2 separate regions of the Sus scrofa genome follow, and region 2 is linked to region 1. The links are chromatin contacts, called in public Hi-C maps. All regions are on one chromosome and are shown on one strand. The core of a region is the stretch at or near the end of the contact, and the rest is flanking DNA. Distances in the headings are between cores, read along the strand shown.

Region 1 (6,924 bases), core at 3,560-6,059:
GGCTCAAGACAGAGGTTCAGAAAGGCCAAAGGTCCCCATGGCTGGAGCTGGGGACTCAGAAAGGCTGACCAGAGCTGGCGATTGATCCAGAGTCCCAGGAAGGCCTTCTATGACGCACACTGGAGCCTCTGCGACTCCGAGGCCACCCAGGGCCAGGGCCAGGGCCAGAGGCCCAGCACGTCCAAGGCTGCCCAGAATGAGAGCCGGAGCACAAGCTCAGGTTCCAGCAAGACTGAGGTCACATGGGGACTGATCCCAAGTCTCAGCAACAGTCAGACCGCTCGGGGCCTGAGACAGGACCCCGGCCCCGGCAGTTACTGAAGGGGCCGTTCGGCCCCCCTCACTTCTTGCTGGGGATGTGAGGGGGTCTACCCCGCCCCAACCGGCACTCAGGCAACCCCCTCCCGAGCAGTGAGAATCTTAGCCGACTTTCCTCTGGTCCCAGGGCTAAGTTTATTGTATCGGTTCCCTTCTTTTACAAAATGAAAAACTTGAAAAGCCCAGGCCAAGGGGCAGCTCGAGTCCCTCTGTGCATGGAGACAGAAGCCTCGGCCTGGCTTTCTGATACTGACACATAGGGTGTGGGGGGAGAGGGGAGGGGGTGCTGGGCCGGAGCAAGGCCAAGGGCAAGAGATGCAGGAGGAGGGAGCAGCCATGAGCCACCATCCCTGAGTTACAGTTCACATTTTAAGAAGGCTAAAAAAAAAAAAAAAAAAAAAAAAAAAAAAAAAAAAAAGAAGGCTCAGGCTGGAGGGCAAGGCTCGCTGAAGTTCTGGGGTGACCAGTGGTTTCCCTGAGGAAGGAAGCAAAGGCCAAGATGCCCACAGAACAGCTGCGAGGCCAGCGCCTGCCAAGAGCCCTCCTCATCTTCACGCGGTGCTCTGGGCCCCACGCTCCCCGAGGCTCAGGACAAGGGACCCTCCGGCAGAGGGCCCAGGGCTTTCCTGCCCGGCCCGGCCAGCTAGAGGAGGACCAGGAGGCCACCTGGAGAGTCAGAGGAAGAAGGCGATTCGGGAAGCCACTGTCTTGCAGCCATTGGAGGAAAAGAGCTGCTCGTCCTCAGGGAAGAAGGTGGTGCTGTCCAGCACAGCCTGGACGACCTCATCCCGTGGCTCCAGGCCCAGATGGGCCAGCTCGTTGAGCACACAGTGCCGCACGTGGTGTCGCTGGAGCGGTAGGAAGGGCACCAGGACGTCCAGGAGATGCTCTTCCATGATGCCCGAGCGCCAGAAGCCATCTGCAGGCGGGAGCAATGGGGAGAGGCTGTGCTTCCCGGGGAAAAGCTGGGCCCCGCCCCCAAAGGGAAGGAAGCGCGGGAACTCGCTGGGTTGTGTGTGTGTGTGTGTGTGTGTGTGTGTTTGGTTTTTCTGGCCACCCCCGAGGCACATGGAAGTTCCCCGGGCCAGGGACTGCATCCAAGCTGCAGCTGGGGCAACATGGGATCCACTGCACTGGGCTGGGGAGCGAACCCAGGGCCTCCACAGCGACCTAGGCGGCTGCAGTCAAGCTCCTAACCCACTGCACCACAGCGGGAACTCCAGGAATGCACTGGTCTTAATCCTTCAGTCACCTTCCGGGTGGTGGGCTCAGGGAGGCCTTCTGACAGCTCAGAGGGACAAAGCCTGGGCTCGCAGTACCAGGCAGCGGGCCGAGCATCACACCCTGGAAAGCCTGGCCCACCTCAGGGAGCACGGCCTGCCCCCAGGTGTGACCTGGGTAAGGCATCAGCCCTGATCCACCCAGGGGTGGGGTCCCCCGCCGAACTCACGGTGCGGGTTGTCCATCACAGCCTGGGAGACGACTGGCTCCAGCTCCTGCAGGCGGATCTCCTCGCGGTCCCGGCGGCTGCGCCACGCCTCCAGGGCCACCTGGTTGATCTGCTCGCCACCAGTGTTGCTAAAACCACGGGGGACGCAGACAGTGAGGGCAGGATGTGGCTCTTGCTTCCCCAGGGCCACCTAACTTGACCTGAGCCTGGAGGCCCGGCTCAGTGCCAGCAGGAGGCAAACCAACTGAAAACGCCACAGGAACCATTGCCTTCCCTGGAGCTTGTGTCCCTGACCGTGACCCCTGGAAATTTGCCTATACACACTCTGCCCTGAACAGTTTATAGGACACTTTTAGGTCCCTTAAAGGACTTTCCCTCCTCGTTCCACCTCGAGGAGGACAGTGGGGAATTAGGATTGGCCCCGCTGTTCAGAAGAGGAGATGGGAGCTCAGAGAGGGAAAGTGATTGGCCTGAGGAAACACAGCGAAGACTCTCAGAGGTGGGAATGAAACTCTAGCTTTGTTTCATTCCCACCTGTGTCCTCTGGGTCTCAAAAGAGGGAAAAACCTCTTAACCCAGCAGGGGTTCCACAAGGAAATGAGGTTTAAGAGACTGAGCCCAGAATGGGCTTTGAGAATGTCAAAGGGAAGCCAATGACCTTGAATGACAGAAGCACCAGTGAGCGTATGGAGGATGCTGGGAAAGTCCAAATGGGCCTTTGGGGAATGGTATTCTGCAGTGGGACCACAGGCCAAGACTGGATAGCTGAGGAGTTCCCATTGTTTCAGCAGAAACAAATCTGACTAGCATCCATGAGGACGCAGGTTCGATCCCTGGCCTTGCTCAGTGGGTTAAGAATCCGCGTTGCTGTGGCTGTGGTGTAGACCGGCAGCTACAGATCCAATTCTACCCCTCGTCTGGGACCTCCATGTGCCGCTGGTGCGGCCCTACCTAAAAATAAAAATAAATTAAAAAAGACTGGAGAGCTGAGACCTCTGAGAAGTGTCCCCGCAAAGCCAGCCCTACCTGATGAAGATGAAGATGGCTTTGCGGTAGTTGGTCCCATAGACAACCCAGGAGGAGCCCAAGAAAGGTCGCAGGACCTCTATCAGGCCTGGGGTCAGCTTGTCCATCTCATCGAAGAGGAAGAGGGAGCGGCTGCAGGCAGTGAGATTCCCCTGGATCCAGCTCTTGAGATCCTTCTGTGGGAGGCAGGCAAGAGCATGTGGGGGGCCTGGAGATGCTCCCCCGGCCTGGACTTCTTCCCAAGGCAAGAACTAATCTCCTTCCCAAGAAGACAGGTCTCCCAGAGAGCCCCAATCCCTTAATGAGACTGAGGGTGAAACTGTGGCCCAGAGAGGGGTAGAGACTTGCCCAAACTCGCACAGCAAGTTAGCAGGAGAACAGGGACTCAGACCCAGGCCTCACACCTGCCTGTTCAAGGCTCCTTCCCTGAAATCTACTGCTTTCAAGAAAAGGGATAGGCTCCTTCCTGCTTCCTGAACCTGCCCAACAGCGTTGACAGCTGAAACAGATCAGCCTGGAAGGTACCTTGCATTCAACAGCATCAAGAGTGATGTGAGCTAATATTTCCTGGGGGCTTACTCAAATTGAGGCTAAGTGCTTTACAGAGAGAGGATAATGCAGACAGACTGGCAAAGGTAAATGTTCAATAAAAAATACCTGCGAATCTGTAATGTCCCACACAACAACCCTAGCAGGTAGGTGCCATGACTGCTCCCCAGGAATTAAACCGAGAACTCCCTGCCAGATGGCACCATCCCAAGCTCTGTTCAGGATGGGTCCTGAGAGCTGAGGCTTCACCTGGCTGTGTGGCCTGGAGCGAGTAAGGGATTCCCCTCTCTGGGCTCAGGTCTCCCTCCCTTGGGTCTGGCACCCCACAGGACAATGGTCTAGGACGCCACCAGCCTACCTTGTAGCGCTCCATGTGGCTGGGGTGGGGGAAGTGGATGACGGGGGAAAAGTGATGCACATGGGGGCTGCGGAGGCCACCCCGGAAGAGGTAGTGTGCCAGCAGGGAGCTGACATAGGACTTGCCGTGCCCGTCCAGCCATGCAGAGAGAGGACCAGCGGCTTGGTGGGGGCTGGGTCCTGCACGAAAGCCTTCAGTGCCTTCACCACCAGCGCCCTGGCCAAGTGCTGGCCCGCCAGGTGCTGGGCCAGGTCACACTCCAGACCTAGGACCACAAGAAGGACAGTATCAGAGCTGAGGACACACGCCCACCACGGAAGAGGTTCAGGAGGCAAACCACGTCTGGAACCTGGTCTAAGGATCCGCGTGTTCTGGGACAGTTTTACGAGCGGTCTGCGGAAAGGGAGAGTGGCCCTTGGATTCTCTGGTCATAGGAGCGACCCTCAGGCCTGACTCAGCTCGGCAGCGCCCCCATCAGGTGGCCCTCTGGATTGCGTTCGGACCTAAGGGGGTGCGAGCTGTCAAGAGAATCGCCTCCAAATCCCTGCCCATCTCCAAGGCAGGCTTCTCCCTTGACAGCCAGTCCAGTGTGGAGGCATAAACGCCCCCCACCCCTGCCAAGGCCCAGCTGTCAAAAGACCCTCTCCATCCTGGCAGGACTGTGCCTAGACCCCAGATAGGCATCCCCAAACCCTTGTCCCAAGCCCCGTGCCCTAAGCTCCCAGGGTCCCTCAACGTCAGGCCCACTTCCGGCCTTGGCCGCCCGTAAGTTTGGGGGTCCTGCCCCCCGTTCTCTCCTCCAGGTCCGGCCCCGGAGCAACCCTGGGTTCCGAGAGCTCCCCGGTCTACCAGCTCCCCCAGTTCAGGCTCCCGAGGCTCCTCACCCTGGAAGTCTGGCCGGAAGTCACATTCACAGAAGGTGCCGAAGTTGCAGCGCAGCGATGTCAGGTCCCAGGAGGCGGCCGCGGCCGAGACCAGCCCAAGCAGCCCGAGGAGCGAACTCCAGAGGCTGCAGCCGCACGTCGCAGCCGCCATCCGGGTGAGGCCGGAGCTGGGTCTGAGGCCGCCAACTGCCTCGTTCGAGAACTACAACTCCCGACGTGCATCGCTCTGCGGCAGCCACCGTCTGTAGCCTACAACTCCCGACTCCCCTCTCTCCCCTCTCAAAGGCCCGCCCCTTGGTCGTCCCGCTGCAGGACCGGAAGATGATCTACAGGGGGAGCCCGCGAACCGTCCAATCCAGGACTGCGGCTGCGTTTCCATGGCTACGGTAACTAGGGGGACCATCACAGTAGCTCCGAAAGAATAATAAATAAAGGATTATGACCACAAAGGGTGACGTAACAATTGTAGCAAAAACTTGTGGGGGCACTTTACACCTTGCAAAGCGCCCTTTCCGTGCTCTTTTTTCTCTTTTATATGATAAAAGAGCGCTGATAGATTTTGGTGAACACCTACTATGTGCATTAGTGTGAGGCGCCTTATATATCTTGTGATAACCGTACCTGTCACACAGAGGAATGGTGATATTTCAAGGAGGTACAGGCACATAAAGTGTGTTGGCTCACAAAGCAATCAATAGATGACCATTGACAATCCATTATGAAACATGGCTGTCCCTTATGTAGCAGCTGCTATGTGCTTTAACATCAAGCAAAAGGGATCAGATCTGTTATTGTCCCCATTTACTGAGAAGGAAATTGGGACCCAAGAGGTTAAGCCCCTTATCCAAGGCCACCTGGCTAGTGAACAATAGAACAGAACCCAAATCTGGCTGCTGCCAAAGATCTAACACACCGTCACCCATCCTCTCTTGGTCAAAGGCAACGGATCTTGGACAATTCAAATTCAGTCAATAGGCTCCCCAGGCCTCTAGTCTGGCCTGGCATCATGTGGATCTACATTGCCTACCTCCCCAACCCATGAAATCAAGACAACTGCTTTCGTGGCTCTCCTCAAAGATTCCCTGCCCCATCTACCCTTTGTGGTCATAATCCTTTATTTATTATTCTTTCAGAGCTACTGTAATGGTACACACACACACACGCACACGCACACACACATATGCATGCACGCACACAGCACGCAGCAAGGATTTCTGTGGCCACGTTTCAAAACCTGAAAAGAAATTAGTGGTTCCCACTTTTGGGAGCAGAAAAGGAAAGAACTCCAGGTCAGGATGCCCAGATTCCAGCCTTTCTCATTCTGAGGCTGGAACCAAGGGCAAGTCCCTTCTCCCTCCAGTTCTCGATCTCCCTAGGGGAGCTGGAGTCTTAGATTTCAAAAAGCCCTTCCACTTCAAGTATCTGGGATCCTTGGCTGTACCTTTGTGCAGAAGCTTTGCTATGGCTTCTGGAGGAAGGGAATGGGGTGGGGGAGGGGACGGGGGGCAGGATTTCTCTGTTTGGAATTAGTTACCTTCCCTACTGGCCTGTGGGCTCCTCCAGGACAGGAGCTGGGTTTTAGTATTGCCTGTAACTCTGGCTCTGGGTACAATCTGGAATGTTTCAGGTGCTAAATAAGTGTTTGTTGAATGAATTTTTCCACCTTTCACGTGAGAAAAGATGGTTCCTTCCACCCCAGGGCCCCCTGAGAGATAGAAGAAAGTCATAAAAGTTTATTATATGAAAGAAAGAACGTGGTTTCTGTACATCTATTTACATAACAGACAGATGTATTTACAGCCAGAGGGAGGCCTGGGTGTCCGTGGGGGACAGATGCCTGGAGAAGCAGGAGGAGGCGTGAGAAGCCTCCCGCCGCTCAAACACAGGGCACCTCAGCGGGAAGTGGAGAAGCCGAAGCTGGAGGAAGAACCAGGCATTCCAGTTCTTCCTGAAGGGAAGCTCGGTGAATGAGTAGCAGGTGGGATGGAGCCCAGAGTCCACGTAAGACCCTGGCGGTACGAGGGAGATCCTGGGTTGAACCCAGAACATTCTCAGGCTGATCACAGTGTCCCTGGGGTGCTCTGGGGAGAGGTCTGTGCCCTTCTGGCCCCATTGCTGCCCGCAGCTGCAGAGGGGAAGGGTCCATGGCGGGGGTGTCACAGCTCGCTGGAGCGGACGGCAGGTTCCAGCTTGTGTGACAGGGCAGTGAGGACCTTGTCAAACTTCTCGTAGCGCCGGGCCTGGCTGCTGCTGGCACCCTGGCTGCCCCAGAGGAGGCGCATCTGGAACTCCGTGCTGAAGACCTCGAGGAGCTCCGGCCGGGCCTGGAACCCTGCAGG
Region 2 (7,072 bases), core at 2,016-4,515, 290 kb after region 1:
CTAATGCTAGGACTTGCAAAAAACAAACAAAAAAAAAACCCAAACACGTAGAGGACCTCCCATGTGCCAGGCATTGTGCTAACCCTTTGCATTCATTAGCTCCATGAATCCCCATAATGACACCAAGAGGAAGGTAGTGTCACCTGCATTCTCAAAGAGGAGGAGTTAGACGGAAACACGGAGGGACTCGCCTAAGGTCACACAGCTCATTCAGCAGGTCCAGGCAGCAAAGCCAGGTCTCCCCAGTACCAGAGGCCAATGTGCTCATAATCACCCACCGGGCTGCTTCTGGCTAATGAAGGAAAGGTCACATGCCCCCGAAGTGCCAGCACACGGCAGGCATCCTGGTGGGACCCTCGATGGTAGCGGTTTGCAGCCACACTGGTCTCACCACCCTCGGTGCTTTCTTGACTTCCATGTCTCTTACGGCCAAGGCGAAAGGAAGCAGGAGTGGGAAGCCAGCAGCTAAAGCACCCAAGAAAGGCCTCCTGGCTCCTTAATCACCTTGGCCAATGGAATACCTAAAGGGCCTTCCGTTCCACAACAGCAACTGATCTAGACCAGTGCGCACTCCCCTTTTCCACCTCAACGTCCTTGAGAATACGACACTGGGGGCAGATGGCACACATACAGCCAGTTCCCTCAAGCCCCACTGAGAATCACTGACCAATGCAGTTCCCAGCCCATCACAAAGAGCAGTAAACAGTCATCCATGCAAACTGAACGAAAAAGTCCAACCAACCAATTTCGTTGTGCTTCGTAGGCTTGAAGGCATTCTAGCTGGGCTGTTTGGGCCTTCAAGCCTGTAGGAAGGAGTTCCCATCGTGGCTCAGTAGGTTAACGAGTCCGACTAGGAACCATGAGTTTGTGGGTTCGATCCTGGCCTTGCTCAGTGGGTGAAGGATCCGGCATTGCCGTGAGCTGTGGTGTAGGTTGCAGATGCGCTTCAGATCCCGTGTTGCTGTGGCTCTGGCATAGGCCAGCGGCTACAGCTCCAACTCAACTCCTAGCCTGGGAACCTCCATATGCCACGGGAGCGGCCCAAAAAATGGCAAAGAGACAAAAAAAAAAAAAAAAAGCCTGTAGGAAAAGGTGAGTCTTCTCCACCCCTTTTTTAATGCCAACATCTACTGTGTGCTTCCACCCCCACCAAGAAGCCCCCTTTCTCTTCTGAGCTCTTAGGGCCTCCCAACTGACAGTGCCATTATCGACATATGTGTCTTATCTGACCTACTAGAATATAACTGGCCCATCTCTTAGACACCTTGGTAATCCCAGCGCCGAGCACAGGGTCTGGCACAGAATCGCGCTAAGGTTTGAGGCGTGACCAGAGGAGCAGAATAACACCAGGAACCATGAGGCTCCTCAGCAGTGCCTGATGGATGCTCACCACCCTGGAAACTGGAATGTCTTTGTCCAGAATCGATGTCCATCCACCTATTGGTTCAACAAATGTGTCCTGCCTGCCCACGGTGTGCCAGGCCCTGTGATAAGTCCTGTGAGGATACAAACAGGGTCTCTGTCTTCAAGGACCACATAGTTCAGTCATGGACACGAATGGTGGCCACACAGTGGAGAGCAAGCCAGCCTGTCAGAAGTCCAGACTGCATGCTGAGGAAGTCCAGAAAAAACAAGATCGTTTCTGCTTGCGGAGCTCTTAGAAGGCCTCGTGGTCTTCCAAGGCTCCCATCTGACCTTTGACCCTTGGCAGCCAACCTTCCCTGGGCTGCCCCAGCTCTTGCTGGCCCTTCCCATTTAGGCTCGCCAGACTGGGCGGGAGAGGTCACTCACTCTGTGTCAGGGTGACTGTGGCTGCGGCTGCAGTGGCTGTGGGTCCAAGGGCCACGGGGTGGATCTCTGTGGTACTGGGCAGGCTGATGATGGTGGCCTCGCCCAGGAGGTTGCAGATGCGTTGTTGCATGGGGGTGAGCAGTACGGGGCTACAGCTGGGCCACCACCGCCACTGCCACCACCTGTCCCAGGCCCACCGGCTCCGTCGTCCTCAGTGGGCCCTGGGGCCTCACCACCCTCCACAGCCGCCCGGACCTGGGCAACCTTGCGACGGACCTCGGTCTTGAGATCAGACCACTTTTTCTTGACCTCGGGCAGCTCCCTGCGGCAGGTGGCCACGGCATTGACCCTTCTCAGGATGCCATGCCACGCTGCGCTCTTGGCAGCCAGAGGGACCCCGGCGTTGAAGTGGTTCACCAGCAGGTGCTTCTTCAATTCCAACTCCTCCACGATGATCTCCACCTCTCGCTCAGAGAAGTTCATCTTCCTCTTCTTGGCTGGGACAGCCATGGCCTCTCCCCACCCCGCCTTTTAAATAAATTATAATCCCCTACCCGCCCAAATTCCCCTTCTCTTCTCCCTTAGCCTCGCTCCTCACCCACCCCCTCCTACAGAGGATAGGCTGGGCTTGTCCAAGGCCAAGCACCAGGCCTTTGGTAACCCCCCTCGTTACGCAAACTGCGTAGGGCCCAGCTCCGACTCGCTCAGCCGCTGCCAGCCAGCTGCGTAATGGCTTCCTGAATCTGCCTCTTCCGCCGGGATGTGCGGAGATCCGCCCACTTCCCCTCTTCCCGCCTCCCAGAGCTTCTCCAGGGGACCCACCCTCCCGGTTGGCCGAGGCTCACAGATTACGTCGCTCACTGGTTCTTTCCATCTGTCATTCAACCAAGGGCCCGCCTATTTACTGAAATTGGCCTGATGATTGGTCTAAAGGCGTGTCTGTCGCTACGGAGCGCGCCACCCAACCTAGCCTTAATTCATTTCCATTGGAAAATAGTCATGTCGTTCAATCATCAGTTTTACGAGTTTTGCGCCGTTAAATTCAGCTCTTTTATTTGTGGTTTAGGGAGTTAGATTACCAAAACTCGGCCTCCTGAGGATCTCTAGTGCTTGCGGCCTGAGATGTTGGCCAATTAATTTTTAATTCCATCCAGGTGCGCAAATTCTGCCTTGCAAGCGCATCTCACAGTTGCTCCTCACGTAAATCCTACTTCTCACCGGATATTACAATCTCTACGAATAGGACAGCTCCTCCAATCTTTACGATTCCTTCATCTAAACCACGTTTCTCAATGGAAATATGACACGGGGCCTTCTGCCTGCCAATCACAAGACTTGTGCCTATCACAGCGTGACTTCCTCTCTCGGCCGGACCCAGCCAATCCCCACCTCCCTCAGTTTGAATCGGCCCCTGGCTGAGCAGAGATCGCCCGCCCTCTCCATTGATCTGGGTAAGTCCAGGGCCGCGTGGGCAGTTCTTGGGGAGGCTCCGCCTCTCTAGGTGGCCGTCCGGTCTATGAGTGGCGGGCGTCGTGCCTAGGGGCGTGACCATCCAGGCGGCAAGAGGCGGGGCCGGGCTCCCGGAAGCCGCCCATCCGGCCAGCTTGCCGGCATCCCTGAGCCCGCGCTCAGTGTCTGGGGACACCCGCGTATCTTTCGTGCTCTCCCCGCCGGCCCGTTGCCCTTGCCTCGCGCCCGATGGTGAGCAGTGTGTTGTGCCGCTGCGTGGCTTCCCCGCCGCCGGACGCCGCCGCCACCGCCTCTTCGTCCGCCTCGTCGCCGGCGTCTGTAGACCCGTGCGGCGGCGCCGTCTGCGGGGGCCGGACCACCAGCTGCGCCTGTGGAGCCTCTTCCAGACTCTCGACGTCAACCGCGACGGCGGCTTGTGTGTCAACGACTTAGCAGTGGGGCTTCGGCGCCTGGGACTGCACCGCACTGAGGGCGAGCTCCAGGTAGGCAATGAGCTCTGTCCGCGTGGGCGGGGAGGGGACTCCCTTCGTTCCCCAGCACCTTCGGGAGGTCCAGGTGACAGGTCTGGTCTGCACCATCGCCTTCTTGGGCAATCCCTTGGAGCTTGGTTGTCTTGGTGGATGACCTCTCGGGTGGGCTGGGACCCCCTGGTGACAGATGGCACCCCATTTTCTGGTGGGAGTGGAGCTCCTTCTTGACCTCTGTGGGCTCTTGGGCCAGGAGGAAAGGCTCTCCTGGCTACAGGTGGGCACTCTCTGGACATTCTGATGGTAGAAAAGCCCCTTTCTGGTCGGGCTTTCCCCAAAGTAGAAGGTCAAATCTCAAAAGTTTGCCTTATGTCACCTTCTGACCTCAAGAGTAAGCTTTGATGCTCCCCTCTACCCTTCATTAATGGTTTCATCCATCCTCCTCCAGGGACACCCCTCACTCGCCTCTCCCGCTCCCTTCCATGCCGCCTGTGGGCCCTGATCTGGTTCCTCTCAGAAGCATGTGGAAGTTAGAAAAAAAAAAAGAAACTGGGGTTTCTGATGAATCTGGGGGTGTTGAGAACTGATGATTCTCAGGAGTTAGAGCCATCCCGTGGACACGCTGATTCAGAAGATGGAATTGTGATCTCTTACAGGGTTGCAGATTAGAATGAAAGAATTAGGGGGAAATCCTTCCTAAAAGTGAAAGTGTGACCCACCCAGGAGGGGGTATTGTTACTCTTGTCCTCCAATAGGCTCCCAGCCAAGGAGGAAGGGCAGACAAGAAGTGCTGTCCTTTCAGTATTAAAAACCTCAAGCAGAGGCTGTTTCTCTCCCTTCTGTCTCTCATGGTATGTTTCTCCATCTGACTTTGTAGCTGTGGCTGTCCTTTTCCACATGGTTCATCTATTATGGCTTAGCCCGATTTATAAACCTGGAGGAAAACTAATGAGCCCTTTACCTAGTAACCTGTTTCTCTTCGAAGTTTGTTCCTTTGGTCTGTTTATACACAGCGCAATTAGAGAATCTCTCAGAGCTAAGAGTGGGGAAACATCTGGTCCAATCCCTGTGAATTCAACCAATTTATGGACTGGGTAGTTTAACGTGAAGTGTTTTAAACTCATGTCCAAAATATCTTGGCTCAACATCCAAGATGTATAACCTACTCAGGATCAGCCTAGGAGACCAAGGGTAACCCTGTGCAAGAGAGAATCACTGGGTTAAGTCCGGGAGCAGAGAGACAAGTTTAAAAAAAAAAAAACAGAAAAAATCTTCGAACACAAGTTTTATGCAGAATGTTGTTGTGAGCTGGATATTTTCCAATCCATAACTGATGAGTAAGTCACTTGGAAAGACAGGATGGCTAAACTCAGAGGGCCTGTGCCTTTTGGCTGAGGGAGGTGTGTGCCTGTGCCTGGGTGACCCTTACTGCTTTCATGAATGTGGCCACCTGGTGTTTGCCACCTTGCCACCGGGCACATCTGTGCATCTGGCTTCAGGAGTGTATACACCATGCTTTGTGCCTCATCTGGTGTTCCAGTGTTCCCTCGATCCATGACACATTTGGTTTTCTGTTTTGTTTGTTTTGTTGGTTCTTTAGGGCCTCGCCCGCGGCATATGGAGATTCCCAAGTTAGGGGTAGCATCAGAACTGTAGCTTCCAGGCTATACCATAGCCACCGCAACGCTGAATCCTTAACCCACTGAGCGAGGCCAGGGATCGAACCCGCAACCTCATGGTTACGAGTCAGATTCATTTCTGCTGCGCCACAATGGGAACTCCCTCCATGGCACATTTGATACTGGTCCAAATCCAGTTTTTGGGTTTTGTTTTTGGCAGTAAGTGTCTAAGGGCAAATAGGGAGAAGTGGTGGTTTTCCTTTCCAAGGTTGAAAGGAAACCTTTTGGATTAACCAAAGGGAGCCTAGCCTCTTGGGGCCACATTGGCTCTAAAATCTTTAACTCTGTGGCTAAGTTCTATCATCTGGTGTGTGGCTTTAATATGGACTCTGACTATTTCTACAACTCCTTCAGCTTGTGAATGTGAAATTATACAGCTTTGAGAGATTGGGGAGAATCCATTTGATTCATTTACTCCCTGCGAAGGAGCCCAAGAGCTAGTCCTGTGACGAATGCTTTAAGTAGTAGAGAAAGACAGAGTTCCCAATGTGGCCTAACAGAATCGGTGCAAGTTCGACCTCCCCCCCCTCCTGACAACAATGGGTTAAGGATCCTTGATGCCGCAGCTGCGGCTTAGGTCACAACTGGGCCTCAGATCTGATCCCTGGCCCAGGAACTCCATATGCCCTGGGGCAGCCAGAAAAGAAAAAAAAAAAAAAAAAAAAAGAAGTATTAGAGAAAGAACCTGCCTTTTTGTAAATAGCTGGGCGACAGGAAGACAGCCTGGCTTGTGAACCCTCCATACCACTTCCTGCTGCAAATAGTATCAGTATTAGCTAATGCAGAAAAAGTAATGTAATTTTGCAGAACCAGCAAAGTCAAAGAGAATTTGGGGCCCTCCGTTCAAAATGGGTTTATCTGCCATGGGAATAGGCATTGAAAAACACAACCTCAACCTTTGGCAGCTGCTTGGTGTGACCACCCCCCATCCCCACCCCCCCAGGACCGGTCTGAGATGCTAGGGTTTGTGAGTGCTTATCAGTGGGTGATGGGTAAACCCAGGCCTCGTGACTGCACAAAGTCTAGCTTACTACCGTTGGGTCAAGCTTTCTTGAGACATGAACCGGCAGTTTTTGGCATCTGCTTTGGTTTTAGAAGAAATTGGGACCATCAGGGAAGCTTTATTTAAAATGGCAGTGGGAGAGAAACTGATGGCAGGCAGCCAGGGACTTTTCTTTACAGTAAAAGACATGTGAGCCAGAAGCCTGTTCTGGACAAAGAAGGGAAGAGTTTATTAAAGACAGAGAAAGACATGACAAAAACAGTAACAACTTTGGGAAGTGACCTCGCTAGAGCTAATTATAGCACTGCCTATTTTAGGCATTTTCATGTGGGTAAATAAAAATCTCTGCCTGCAAACAAATTAAAACATAGGTTAGAACTGAGCAGCCACTTAGAGAAAGAACACAAGCTGCGTTACCTGTCAACAGTTCTTCCTTTAGCTGAGGCTTGTCGAGCTCTCTTAAGGGGCCGGGTTTGATGCTGGTGGGGATTCTGAAAGATGAGATGCTTGAGTTTGCTGATTCAGACACTTGCATATGCACCATCCGGTTTGAGCATCACAAACTGGGCTTTCGGGAGAGTTCCCGTTTAGAACCACATCTATTCCCGAAATAGGTATCCCGATTATCCAGAGATTAGCCTGTCAAAATGAGAATGGGTCCT

What was found. Hi-C and Micro-C count contacts between places; a contact is called where the count stands out from the background.
Region 2: a contact with region 1 is called in a Hi-C map of liver, with 3 times the contacts expected there. The contact joins the promoter of NAIF1 here to the promoter of TOR2A in region 1. A contact is called at or near these places in 2 of 47 Hi-C or Micro-C datasets (heart right ventricle and liver).

What each region holds. Positions count from the first base shown.
Region 1 is chr1:268,232,669-268,239,592 of Sscrofa11.1, forward strand. TOR2A (prosalusin) reads right to left here and starts at 4,810. Exons shown (of 6, transcript XM_021069354.1): 1 at 4,586-4,810; 2 at 3,832-3,966; 3 at 3,702-3,829; 4 at 2,795-2,970; 5 at 1,769-1,896; 6 at 435-1,237. The coding sequence starts at 4,736. The coding sequence ends at 993. It overlaps TTC16 (tetratricopeptide repeat protein 16), which reads left to right. Exons shown (of 11, transcript XM_021069337.1): 11 at 1-507. The coding sequence ends at 321. It overlaps SH2D3C (SH2 domain-containing protein 3C), which reads right to left. Exons shown (of 13, transcript XM_021069362.1): 13 at 6,299-6,917. The coding sequence ends at 6,742.
Region 2 is chr1:268,528,263-268,535,334 of Sscrofa11.1, forward strand. It overlaps NAIF1 (nuclear apoptosis-inducing factor 1), which reads right to left and starts at 3,266. Exons shown (of 5, transcript XM_003480616.4): 1 at 1,944-3,266; 2 at 1,792-1,941. The coding sequence starts at 2,301. SLC25A25 (solute carrier family 25 member 25) reads left to right here and starts at 3,490. Exons shown (of 11, transcript NM_001164510.1): 1 at 3,490-3,611; 2 at 3,614-3,743. The coding sequence starts at 3,490.